Linked DNA regions of Sus scrofa: region 1 is linked to region 2. Evidence: chromatin contacts called from public Hi-C data. All regions are on one chromosome and are shown on one strand. Each heading gives the region's core, a stretch centred on a gene start, on an enhancer-like site or on the middle of the called end of the contact. The rest is flanking DNA. Distances are from core to core; before and after follow the strand shown. Region 1 overlaps KIF2A (kinesin family member 2A). Region 2 holds the start of KIF2A (kinesin family member 2A).

What was found. A called contact is a pair of places that touch in the nucleus more often than the background predicts.
Region 1: a Hi-C map of skeletal muscle shows a contact between it and region 2, with 1.8 times the contacts expected there. The contact joins the enhancer-like site here to the promoter of KIF2A in region 2. A contact is called at or near these places in 1 of 5 promoter capture datasets (fetal skeletal muscle), 5 of 47 Hi-C or Micro-C datasets (embryonic fibroblasts, fetal heart ventricle, fetal skeletal muscle and 1 more) and 1 of 2 datasets of contacts at active chromatin or transcription factors (skeletal muscle).

The regions. Positions count from the first base shown.
Region 1 is chr16:41,058,189-41,064,096 of Sscrofa11.1, reverse strand. It overlaps KIF2A (kinesin family member 2A), which reads right to left. Exons shown (of 20, transcript NM_001244211.1): 2 at 339-433; 3 at 1-31. Among named protein-coding and RNA genes, the nearest start is that of KIF2A, 44 kb to the right of the region's middle. Within about 2 kb of position 3,691, at least 3 of the 83 cell types and tissues checked have an H3K27ac peak or open chromatin away from gene starts, as enhancers often do. A contact at or near this core is called in fetal skeletal muscle and skeletal muscle, where this site is marked.
Region 2 is chr16:41,015,691-41,021,718 of Sscrofa11.1, reverse strand. It overlaps KIF2A (kinesin family member 2A), which reads right to left and starts at 4,736. Exons shown (of 20, transcript NM_001244211.1): 1 at 4,629-4,736. The coding sequence starts at 4,692.

The DNA.
Region 1 (5,908 bases), core at 2,442-4,941, 43 kb before region 2:
GGTTAAGTGAAAAGATACTCTCCAGGTCAATCTGTTTTTAAAAAAATGCACACAATATTTTATATATGAGTGTATGTGACCAACTCACCTTTCTGTTTTCAAATAAATTTACATAGAAAGAATAAATGTTTAACAAGGTAGCACTTTGTGGTCTTGATTACATGACCAATCACATAAGATATACAGGAGAATCTACCTTTGAGTGAAATTTTTTAGTCACTTGAGGAATGTCAAGGAATACATGGATTATATTAAAATTCTATAGTTTTCTGTTTTGTCTCATATTCAAAAATCTTTAATTGTAAGACTAGAAATAAAATTTAACCCAGTTATCATACCTCTTTGCCTTTTGTATCTCCATTTTCTATCCATTCAACAGTTACACTTTCATTATCTTCATTTAAAGATGTTACCATTGCTTGATGTATTCGGCCTAAGGGGGAATAAAATATATACTTTTAAAATGCCATGAATTATGGCATTCCTAAATATTGTCAAAAACAAATTTATAATTTACAAACTTAAAAGACTATGACATTATTTTCCTTACAAGGGATTTCTACAGATTCTCAGGATTAGGGAATGAACTTTGTCTATGGGACCATGAATCAAATCTTGCAGCTTGTCAAGACCAAGAACTCAAGAAAGTGGATTAGACTGAAAGTTTTCAAAACACATGATAAATGGTTACAGTGGCATGGAATATCTGAAATTTTATACTGTTAAAAGAGTTCTAATTGTTAGAAAGTATTCTTACTATGGATCTTATCTGTTAGTGACTATAGATCTAAAATAATTATTTTACATTTTTATATAACATTCCATGTTTATCACAAGTTATTTAATGCCTTCTTTTTGGCTATGCCCACAGCATGCATAAGTTCCCAGTCCAGGGATAGAACCCAAGCAACAGCAGTGACAATGCTGAATACCTAAGCACCACCAGGGTACTCCTAATACCTACTGATAGGTGTATTTTTTTTTTTACACTATTACAAACTATTATTACACATTTGTTATCACGTACTTGTCATCACACAGATCAACAGATGCATACACACGAGTATAAGTACTCTGTACATTTGTATATATATTTTTAAAACTAATTTCATCTGTTTTCATCTTACTCACAGATATGATTATTAGTCAAGTAAAGAGAGAAACTGTGTTATATATCTGCTTATTCAACATTATCTAATAAGATGCTGAACATATGGAATTTTCTTATATATTTCCTAAATGACATCCTTGAGGCATCTATAATTTATCTTAGAATAATTCACAGTTCTTTAATTATCTTTAAAAAGCCCAGATATAGAGTATATAAAACAAAAAATGTTACTATAATAACAAGGTATACAGTATCATTAAAGAAAATATGAATACTAATAATTTTAAGTATTATTTATATATGGAATTACTAATATCTTTTCTATATGGGCTTATATAAAAATTTGAAACAAAGTCTTTGTTAAAAGTTCAAATACCAATGATTTAAGTATGTACTCTCAAGTGATATATTGGTGCTTTTTTTTTTCCCCCTGTCTTTTTGCCTTTTCTAGGGCTGCTTCCCACAGCATATGGAGGTTCCCAGGCTAGGGGTCGAATCGGAGCTGTAGCCACCAGCCTACACCACAGCCACAGCAATGCAGGATCTGAGCCACATCTGCAACCTACACCACAGCTCACGGCAACGCCTGATCCTTAACCCACTCAGCAAGGCCAGGGATCAAACCCACAACCTCATGGTTCCTAGTGGGATTCATTAACCACTGTGCCACGACCGGAACTCCTATTGGTGCTTTTTTTAACATCACTAAAATATATACTGGCAATCTTTCCGTGACAGCTTTATAGACTGACCTATTAATTTTAATAACTGCATAACATTCCATAAAAGGAATGCATCACAATTTATTCCTTCACTAAGAATAATTTAAATTGTTCCTGTTTGCCATTAAAAGATGTTGCACTGGGTGTCTGTGCAGACCAGGTCAAGGAAATTAAAATTTTGATAGACCTCTGAAAAATCGCTTTCCATTTATATTCCAAACAAATGCATCTATTCCTCATCAACACCAAGAGTAATCAATGGAATTTTTTTTTTAACCAATATTGTAGGCCAGGTGTTTCTTTAACCTATTACTTTCTAAGTACATACATGTCAGAGACTGGCTCATTTAACATAACAAACATAGCTATGCAATAACTATGGAGTAGACACCTCCCTTCTTCTTCTTCTTCTTTTTTTTTTTGATTTTTAGGACCGCACCCACAGCATATGGAGGTTCCCGGGCTAGGGGTCTATCTACAACTGCCAGCCTACACCACAGCCACGGCCACGCAGGATCCAAGCCGTGTCTTCTACACCATGGCTCATGGCAATGCCAGATCCTTAACCAACTTAGCGAGGCCAGGGATGGAACCCATAACCTCATAGTTACTAGTCGGATACATTTCTGCTGCACCACAACAGGAACTTCTACCTCCTTTGTTAAAATGAAAAAACTGAAGTTCATGGTTTCATAGCTAACAACTAGCATGGATGTGAACCTCAGTCTGATGTAAAAAGCACTTGCTTTTATCACTATGCTTCTCTACACTCCTAAATTAAGCTAATGAGGAAGAAAGCCCATGTGGCTTAAATTCCAAATAGCTCTGTAACAATTTATAATGTGTAGTACAGATTTTCAACCCTCATTGTACACCAGAAACTCCCAGTGGTTTTTACAAAATAAAATGATGACGCTGAGTTTTATCCCCAGATAATATGTCATGTCTTAACAATTCCACTGATGCTTTGGTCATGGATTATTGCATTTCCCAACTACTTTCTGCTTCTACCCTATCTGACCTATTGCCTATTCTCCACAGAAAAGCCTAAACGTTCCTAGTGAAAACTAAATGAGATTACTCCTTTACTCTAAAACTTCCAGTGGCTCCCTATCTTGCACAGAGTAAAAATCAGTCTTTTTAATGACCTTTAACAAAGCCCTACATGATCTGCCCCCTCAATACCACTCTGATACCATTCATCCCTGACAATGGCAATTCTCCATTTTCTCGACTAATTTCTATCACACTCAATACTCCACCCCCCCAAAAAAAAGTTCTAAATGGGTCAAAGACCGAATGTGAAACACAAATGTAAAAGCAACTGAGTAAACAGTGGTGTCATTTACTCAGGTAAATGGACATCAGAGGAGAGGCAAGTGTTGGGGATGGAGGGAAACAATAAGCTGGAAAATACTGGGAGAATTTAAGGGAGAGGCTTAAAAAAAGGAAATTAGATAATGCTCGCTGAAATTTGATTTGTACTAGTTATTAGGTAAATAACTAGTACAAATAGTACATGTCAGTTGGGTCCTCTGGGAAGCAGAGGTTGAGACAGTTATGAGGACAAGAGGCTTACTGTGAAAAGATAAAAGGAGGAGGAAACAGGACTGTGGTGGAAAATTTTCAGACCATGATGCAGATTACGAAGGAAAGGGGATATAAGGCAGAGAAAATCTCAGACCTTGATGCAGATCTGACAGTCTTGGCCAACCCATCAAGGAGCTCCAGAGAAAAGACTGACCATTAGAGGAGTCTTGCTGGGCCAAACAGAAATACTCCACCAGAACTCACACCATGCTCAGTCACTGGCAGGATGTTGCCCTGGAAATTCAAGGCCTCAGCTCAAAAGCTAAGGAGCCTTGAAGATATTAACAGCTGAGGCCGTCAGCTAAATATACTTCTTGAAGCCGAAGCTTTTTTTCAAAGGGAAATCTAAGCCATGTCTTTATGACTGCCACAGGATATGAGTTCAACTGGTAATGCAGGTGAAGAGTGAACCTCAAAGAGACATGAGTTGCCCTGCTGTCCACCACCACAGTCTAAGAGGCTGCTACCATTGTTTGTATCAAGCCCCTAATTTATTATCTCCGTAACATGAGTAGTGAGGCTAGGACCCAGCAGACATCTTTCCTACCCCCCCCACCAAGGGCAGCCTCACAACTGTAATAATACCCACTAGCGGAGATAAGAAAATTATTGCTACAAAGGTTTTGGGAAAGGTGAAGTGGCTTAATATAGTACATTGATATGAATTCACCAATAGGAAATGATCCCAAAGAAGATGTATTTGAACACCAGCCTACACCATAAGAAAATATAACTTTCCAGGAGGAGAGGGACAGGCTGTAGTTAATGCTGTTGAAGAGTTTAGAGGTCTCCATGTAATTCCCAAAATAACTACCACAATAATGAAAATAGGGAAAAGCATGTGCAGGTTCCAAAAGGCAGGACCAATACTACCAATCCTACTATTGAGCATCTACCACAATATTCCAACATTCCTAAGGTGGGAGAAGTGGCTTAATGTATTGATAACTAGATGTGTGAAAAGAGGCAGACCAGTGGGACAAAATCTGCATTATATATCATGATTTCACAGGGACTTTAATCTTCAAAAACAGCCTAGACTGATGAGCAAGGAAGATAAAGAAAATCAAGGAGATAATATCAGCAGTCTTTTCAAAGCTGGTACCTTCAAAACTTCCATTACCAATGTAAACACTCAGAAAGCCTTCAGCTACAAGTTGGCAGAGTCAAAAGCAGCTGATTCACCAGTTAAGACTAAGCTCTTGAGACTTAGTAGGGCAAGACTGAGAAAATGCTGGCTTATCTCTAGTATAGTTCAGTTTACTCATCCAACAAGAAATTAAAGTGAAATTCCAGCAATAAGAAATAAAAAGACTGGAAATGAATGAACAAATAAAATCTTAAGTGTTTGCTTTTTTGCCAGTGAATCAGATAACTAGAAATATCTGAAGTTATCTATGCAACATGGGGGGGGGGATTATTACTTTTACCAAAAGATGTTGCAAAAAAATTTTCTAAGACCGAATCTTTCCCATATGCCTTTAAAGATTTTTGTTTGGAGTTCCCTGGTGGCCTAGTGGCTAAGGACTGGCCAACTTTTGTATGCCTTGGGTGCAATAAAAAAAAGTTTTTGTTTTATAATATGGTTCAGTTGAGATAATCAAATACTTTATTTTTAATTACTGTAAAAAATTACAGTTTTATTTTTTCAAAAGTCAAATGGTAATCACTTGTTAAACAAAGGTGTTAATAAAATAAAAAGAGGGACAGTCACATGAGGTTTTTCAAAGGAAAAAAATGATCATTTAGTGATAAATATGGATATCATAGGAAAATTTTGAGCCAGGATGACTGGTAAAATGATGCTACTAGATAATTTATACTAAGTCTGATTTTTGTTTTTTGTTTGTTTGACTGTTTAAGAAGTTCCCAGGCTAGGGGTTGAATCAGAACTTCAGCTGCTGGCCTATACCACAGCCAAAGTGATGCCAGATCTGAGCTGCATCGGTGACCTATGCAGCTTGTGGCAACGTTAGATCCTTTAACCCACTAAGCGAGGCCAAGGATGGAACCCACATCTTCATACTAGCTGGACACTTAACCCCTGGAGCAACAACAGGAAATCCCTAAGTCTCAGTTGTTAATAGCAATCATGCACTGTTGTTAGTAAGATAACTACAGATACAGAATTACAGCTCAGAGATTAAATCAGGATTAGAAATATCTTTCCCCAGAATCTGTGACAATATTCCCATGTGGCCCTCCAAATACCATCCCAATTCTCTGTTGAAAAAAATTCCTGTACCCTATCCTAACTCATTGTTCTCTGATTCTCCCATCAACTTTATTGTGAATTATAGCATATATACATCCATATTTTAAAAAATAATAGAGCAAACAAGTGTGTATCCACCATGAGCCAGGTTAAAAAACAATACTTTTGAAACCCCGTTATGCCTCTCTCCTTAAGTGAACCTCCCTCTCCCTCTTTTTCCTCTCTACCAGAAGTAACCAATACCCTGATATTTGAGGTTTATATTGTGTG
Region 2 (6,028 bases), core at 3,487-5,986:
AATAATTCAACCTCAGATTCTTCACCATAAAACAATGAATCTGCCATCCACTACCCTACTTAGCTCAGAAGGTTTCCGTGAGGACCCAATTAGATAACCTATTTGAAAAACTATGAAGACTTAACAAATACATATATGGAATCATCATCATGCTAATCATCATGTAAAGAATTCATTAATCAATAATTTCCTTCATTCTACCCATTTCATAATTAAAATCACATAACTGTACCAAAAAGAACCATACTGCCATGTGGTTCATTTTCATTTCTTAAATTCATAGTCTATTCTCCAAAAGCCTATATAATGACATGTAAAGATGAACTAGTAGGAGTTCCCACTGTGGCTCAGGGGTAACAAGCCTGACTAGTAACCATGAGGATGCAGGTTCGATCCCTGGCCTTATTCAGTGGGTTAAGGATCCAGCATCACCGTGAGGTGAGGTGTAGGGCAGCAGCTACAGCTCTGTTTCGACCCCTAGGTTGGGAATTTCCATATGCTGTGGGTGTGGCCCTAAGACAATGAAAGAAAGAAAAGAAAGAAAGAGGGGGAGATGAACTAGCAGAAGAGTAACTGTGGCAAAGTAGGTAGAGAATTAGGCATTAAAATCTTTAGATTGGCTGTCCTAAATTCCAAGATTCCCGATGGGTCCTATGAAATCTTCTATTTCCTCTGGATTTCACATGCTTAATTAAAGCACTCTTTTCACCATTTAATAGAGATAGGAATACTTTTTTCTCCCACAATTTTGAGATTTGTGACCTTCCAGTAAATATACCACAGCACTTTTCACTGGATCATTCCAAATGGGCTCTGTAACACTGCTCTCTACTGGATTTCTCAGGAGTGAGAAGCAATTTCCTACATCTTAACAGAGCTGTAAAAAGGTGTATATGTTTCTCAAGTAAGAGAGAATTCTTTCTACTGTCACAGTTCTTGATAGTCTGGTTTCTATCTTATGTAAACCAGGTGCCTGGCTGTCACTGACAAGCTTTATGAATCTAGACAAGTTACTTTTTTTTTTTGTCTTTCTTCCACTTTTTGGGCACTCCCGCGGCATGTGGAGGTTCCCAGGCTAGGGGTCTAATCGGAGCTGTAGTCACCGTCCTATGCCAGAGCCACAGCAAGGTGGGATCCGAGCCGCGTCTGCGACCTACACCAAAGCTCATGGAAATGCCAGATTCTCAACCCACTAAGCAAGACCAGGGATCGAACCCGCAACCTCATCGTTCCTAGTTGGATTCATTAACCACTGCGCCACGATGGGAACTCTGACAAGTTACTTATTTTGACTTGAAACTCAGTTTTCACATCTGAGAACTATATTATCTCCAATAATCTCTCTGGTTGAAATAGTATATGATTCTCTTCAGATCTCACATATCAATCCTGTGACTAAGAAGAGAGCCCAAAGAACAATCCCATCATAGCTGCAGCTTCCAAATATTCAAAACATTTCTTACCACTCCCTCAGTCCCCAAAGGATAGTCACTACTATCTTACTACTTACTACTACTGTAGAATGACTAAGAAATGTTTTAACTGTTCAGAGTTTTGTTGTTGTTGTTTTTGGTCTCCCAATGAAAGACACCTAGTTATACAACAATTAAGATGGTTGTTTTTGGAGTCATTAGATTCCAAAAAGAAACTGAATCAAAAAGATAATAGGAAGACACATGCAAGAAAATACACATGAGTGTTCATTTTCTGTAACTAGTCCAGTTTCATAGCAGGTTATCTCCTGCAGCTAGGAACAATCTCAAAAGTCCATGCTTAACCTCTGTCACTTCTAACCTTAAAATACCAAAAAGTCAGTAAGCCTTCACAAATCACTCAACTTCAATCAACTCTGAGGAACTTAAACTAAGAAACCTGTATGAGGTATAGGAGGACAGAGTAGGGAATCAGCAGCACAGGATGAGCATAGATGGAAGGGTTTCCCTTCCAGATAAGATTCCCTTCATTTTAATCATTAATTAAAATAATGTTTGAAAACCAAAATCCAATAATGAGTGATTCACTCAAAAACTATATACAAGGAACTCTGCTAGAAAGATGATGAGATACAGAGATGTATTCAGGGAATTTAAAATCCCGTAGTGCAATGGTTCTGGTTGAAGTAGCTGTGGGTTGTATGCCATCCTTCAACTGCATTCTCCATACTACCCCCTTCCCCGTGCAGTTTGAAAACACAGTATTAAGAGAAATGTACCCAAATATTAATACTTAAGGAAATATGCTGTCTCATCAGTCTCCTAATGACTTAGGAATTTAGTGGCCATTCGGTTTTAGCAATCAGTGAAGATTTACTGGGATTCATTTTGAGCAGGGTGTTGAAGGATAGGAACAAATCCATTTTAGTTACCTGTTTGCCCTTGGAATATATTATTTTTAATACATGAGCATCACAGATGGGAAAAGCATGCTCTGAAACAAGGACAAAGATCACCATTAGGAAGCCTTCAGAAAAACAAGTCACCAGTTAATAGCAGTCTAGAGTAGCTCTTCTTCACTCATGTGATTTCCATTGTCTCATAGCGATTTCCATCAGTGCTCATCCAAGACAAAGTTTATTTCTGTTAGGATGCCTACTAGCGCTTTTTTGTTTGTTTGTTTTTTAATCCAAAACAGATATGCTATAGAAATGGGAGGAACAAAACAGCTCCTTTAAAGTGAAAAAGGGAATGTTTAAGGGGAGTCTCCCAACATCAGTTTCTACTGTGAAATGCCACCATTCAATGCAAACGATCACTCCCTTCTTTTCAAGTTCTCTTATATTTTACTTTCAACTCTACCATGCATCTGAGAAGCATAAATATGTACAGGACTGTAAGTTAGGATGATACACACTGTAATGACTGCCATTATTTCTCAAGGGCAAACTTCTTTGAAATGTGATTTTAGGTTACTATCTCTTATGTAAGAACCAAAGCTCTTGATGTCTGGGTTTCTAGTACAGGCAGAAGGCAAAGGCGGAAAGAATATTAAAAGTCTCTATCCTAGAACTCCAAAAGAACCAAAGTTGTTTTCAATCCGATATGCTTAAATAAAAAGATGTTAGCCTAGAAAATACATAATTATCCAAATTTTATATTTTCATGATACCTTTCATGAAACCTTTTTCTGATAGATTCTACAATAATACCTACATTCACAGTTAAAGGCTTAGAATATAAAGAACTTACATTTTATTGCCCCCATTTTAAATATGTAAATCCTACTTTTCCTAGTATACAGTGAACATGCATTTACCTAAAAAAGAAATGACAGTAACAACACTGCTTAAGGACAATAATTTGAAGAAAATAATATAAAGAAACCCATCCCAAGTAAGAGACACCTCTTTTCCACTAGTGTTATTGGTAGCTTTTAAAGCTCTAAGTGATATAATTAGTCCTTTCCCACACAAGATAATGCTTCCAATTGTTAAAACAAACTACATCAAATATAACGAAGAGAGAAAGGAAAAAAACAAACAAACCACTAGCTATACAGGTTTTCCAATATATCACATGGAAAACATTAAAGTCAACCTAGCCTCACATGATTTGGTCAAACCTAACGGAAACCAACAAGGTGTGGATGTGATAGCGACATTACTACTGAGTAGGCTAAATGACCATCCCCCTCCATGCGTTTTCTCCTTTACAATATAAATTATTTCCAAGCCTGGCTGGCGCTGTATCACTCCACACCCCAAGCTAGTGACATTTTCCCCAAGAGAAATCCATAGAAAGATATAAAAGCCTAAGACTTAAAAAAATATTTTTTAATTAAGCTTGTGTCTTCACCTCGTCTTACACTTTTTCTCTCGGTTACCTCTCCAGAGGGTGTGAAAAGATCAACATCCGGTCGCCCACTCGCACCCTCTCAGTAGTGCCTCGCATTGACTAGGCTCATCCCCCTCCTTCCCTTTCAGTCTCATCACCTTTGAGAAGCTTATCGAATACTTCTTCCCATTGCTCCCCCACCCACATTCAAGGCTGAGCATCCCTCTTCCAAGGAAGGGTCTAGCGAAAAAGACAGGCATGCTCGAGAAATGAAAGCCGAAGAAACCTGACAACCAGACAGCTTAACCAACGGGGTTGGCCTTTCTTCCCCACCTCGGCCTTGGACCACAAGTCGGTTCCCTAAAAACCGAAGTCTCTGGTCTTCACGCTCTCCCCACCCCCCACCCCTCACCCCTCAGAAATGAGACCGGAAAATGAAGAGGCCGAGAGATCTGAGAGGCTGGGTCAACCCTAACGGAGCTCGCTGCCCCCGCCCACCGGGCTGGAGTCCCCGGGAGGATGGAGATCGCGGGAGAGCAAGGCCCCCGGCCCGGATCCTCCGGCGCGCCCGCTTTAAGTCCCCAGAGACGCGGCCCGCTACACCCTGGCCCTTCCCTGCCGGCCTCCCCCCCGACCCAGCCCTCCACAGGGCCCCTCCTCTCCCCTGCACCGCAGCGGCACCCGGGGCGGACCCCAAACTGGCCTCACTCGCACACACGCCACACACAAAAGCGCCGCGGCCGCCGCCTTCCCGCCCCCACAGCCCGGCGGAGCAATCAATGAGGCGGCCGGCGCCGGCTTCCCCTCCTTGCACACCCGAGTACCGGCCCGGCCAGCAGGGGCGGCGGCGAGGCTCACCATCGCTCCGCTTGATCTCCACGTAAATCCCGATCTGGATCTTGCCGAAGTTGGCCGTTGCCATCACCTCATCTGGAGCAGCGGCGGCGGGCCGAGGGAGGGGGACAGGAGGGCGGAAAAGGCGGGGAGGGGGCGGGGTAGGTGTGGGAGGGGGAGCGGTTGTCCGCGGCCGCGCCGGCCCGGGCGACAGCGTGAACGCGAGCCGGGGCCGCGAGGAGAAGCGGCGGGCTGGCAAGCGGAGGCCCTGGGCCTGCAGGCCGGCAAGAGGACGCGCACGCCGGGGTGTCGGGGTGAAGCGAGGGCCGGGGCCGTGAGGCAGCGCGGGGGAGAGTGGGAGGGCCCGCGCTGCCTGCCCGGGAGCCGACGCTAGGGAGGCGGGGCACTGCGCGCCTGCGCAGAGCGCGCCTCCCGCGTCTCTTCCTCCTCCGCCAGCCTTTCCCTGCTGCCTCGAGGCGGCCCCGCCCAGCTCCGCGGCGGGGCTGTAGGCCGGGCAGGCAAGGGGAGCGGAGCGCGCGCGGCAAGGCCTCCAAGCGAGGTTTGATTTCAGCGCGCCGCCCGGAAGAGACGGGCGGGAACCCGCCCAGGGGTGCTATCCCGACTCTCTGGCGTCCAAAAATTTCGCTGTTATTGGGATGGATTAAGGACCCTGTGATTCGTGGGCTTTCCGGCTGGAGCGCGTGGCTGAAGGATTTGAATTTAAGGGTCGGCCATTGACGTCTTGGGCTCAGTGATTCATCTGACAGTGTCACCTCTATTGCTATTTAGAGGTGATCTATCCAAATAACCTTCCCAAGGTTTCCAGTTGTGGAGGAAAAGAAATGCCTTTGAGGTGTCACCCACCCTAAATCGAAATGAAGATTCGCTTTACAAGACCTTGACTTATAGCTAATCGCCACTCAAAAAGAAACGCTGTGGTGGGGAGACCTTGACTATTCCGTTTATGATGCATCTGATGCTGGTGTCTTGTCTTTGCCCTGCCCCATAAAACCAATGACTGATTCAAGAACAGAGGGCAGACACATAAGGTTGACTGAGGAATGTGCCTTTTCTGCAGCTACTTGATTAGTCTGACTACACCAACATGTGGAGACGAGGATTCTTCATCCTGGCAAGCAGGAAGGCCATGTGGACCCAGACCACAGAAACTGTTTACAACACTGTGTAAAAACTTCCAAAAGTGTGACTTTTGCTTCAAGTATTGGGACTTGATATGGAGGAAACACACTTACCGTGCCCTACTTTCGCTAGTCATTGTTAATCTTTACATAAAAACTAAAAACATACAGTTTTATTTAAAAATTGGAAACTGGTTATTTGTGTGTGTTAATTGTGGATATGGATATATGCATGTGCCTAGAAGTTTCCAAAATAACATAGGTAATCAAGTCAAGTAGATCCTA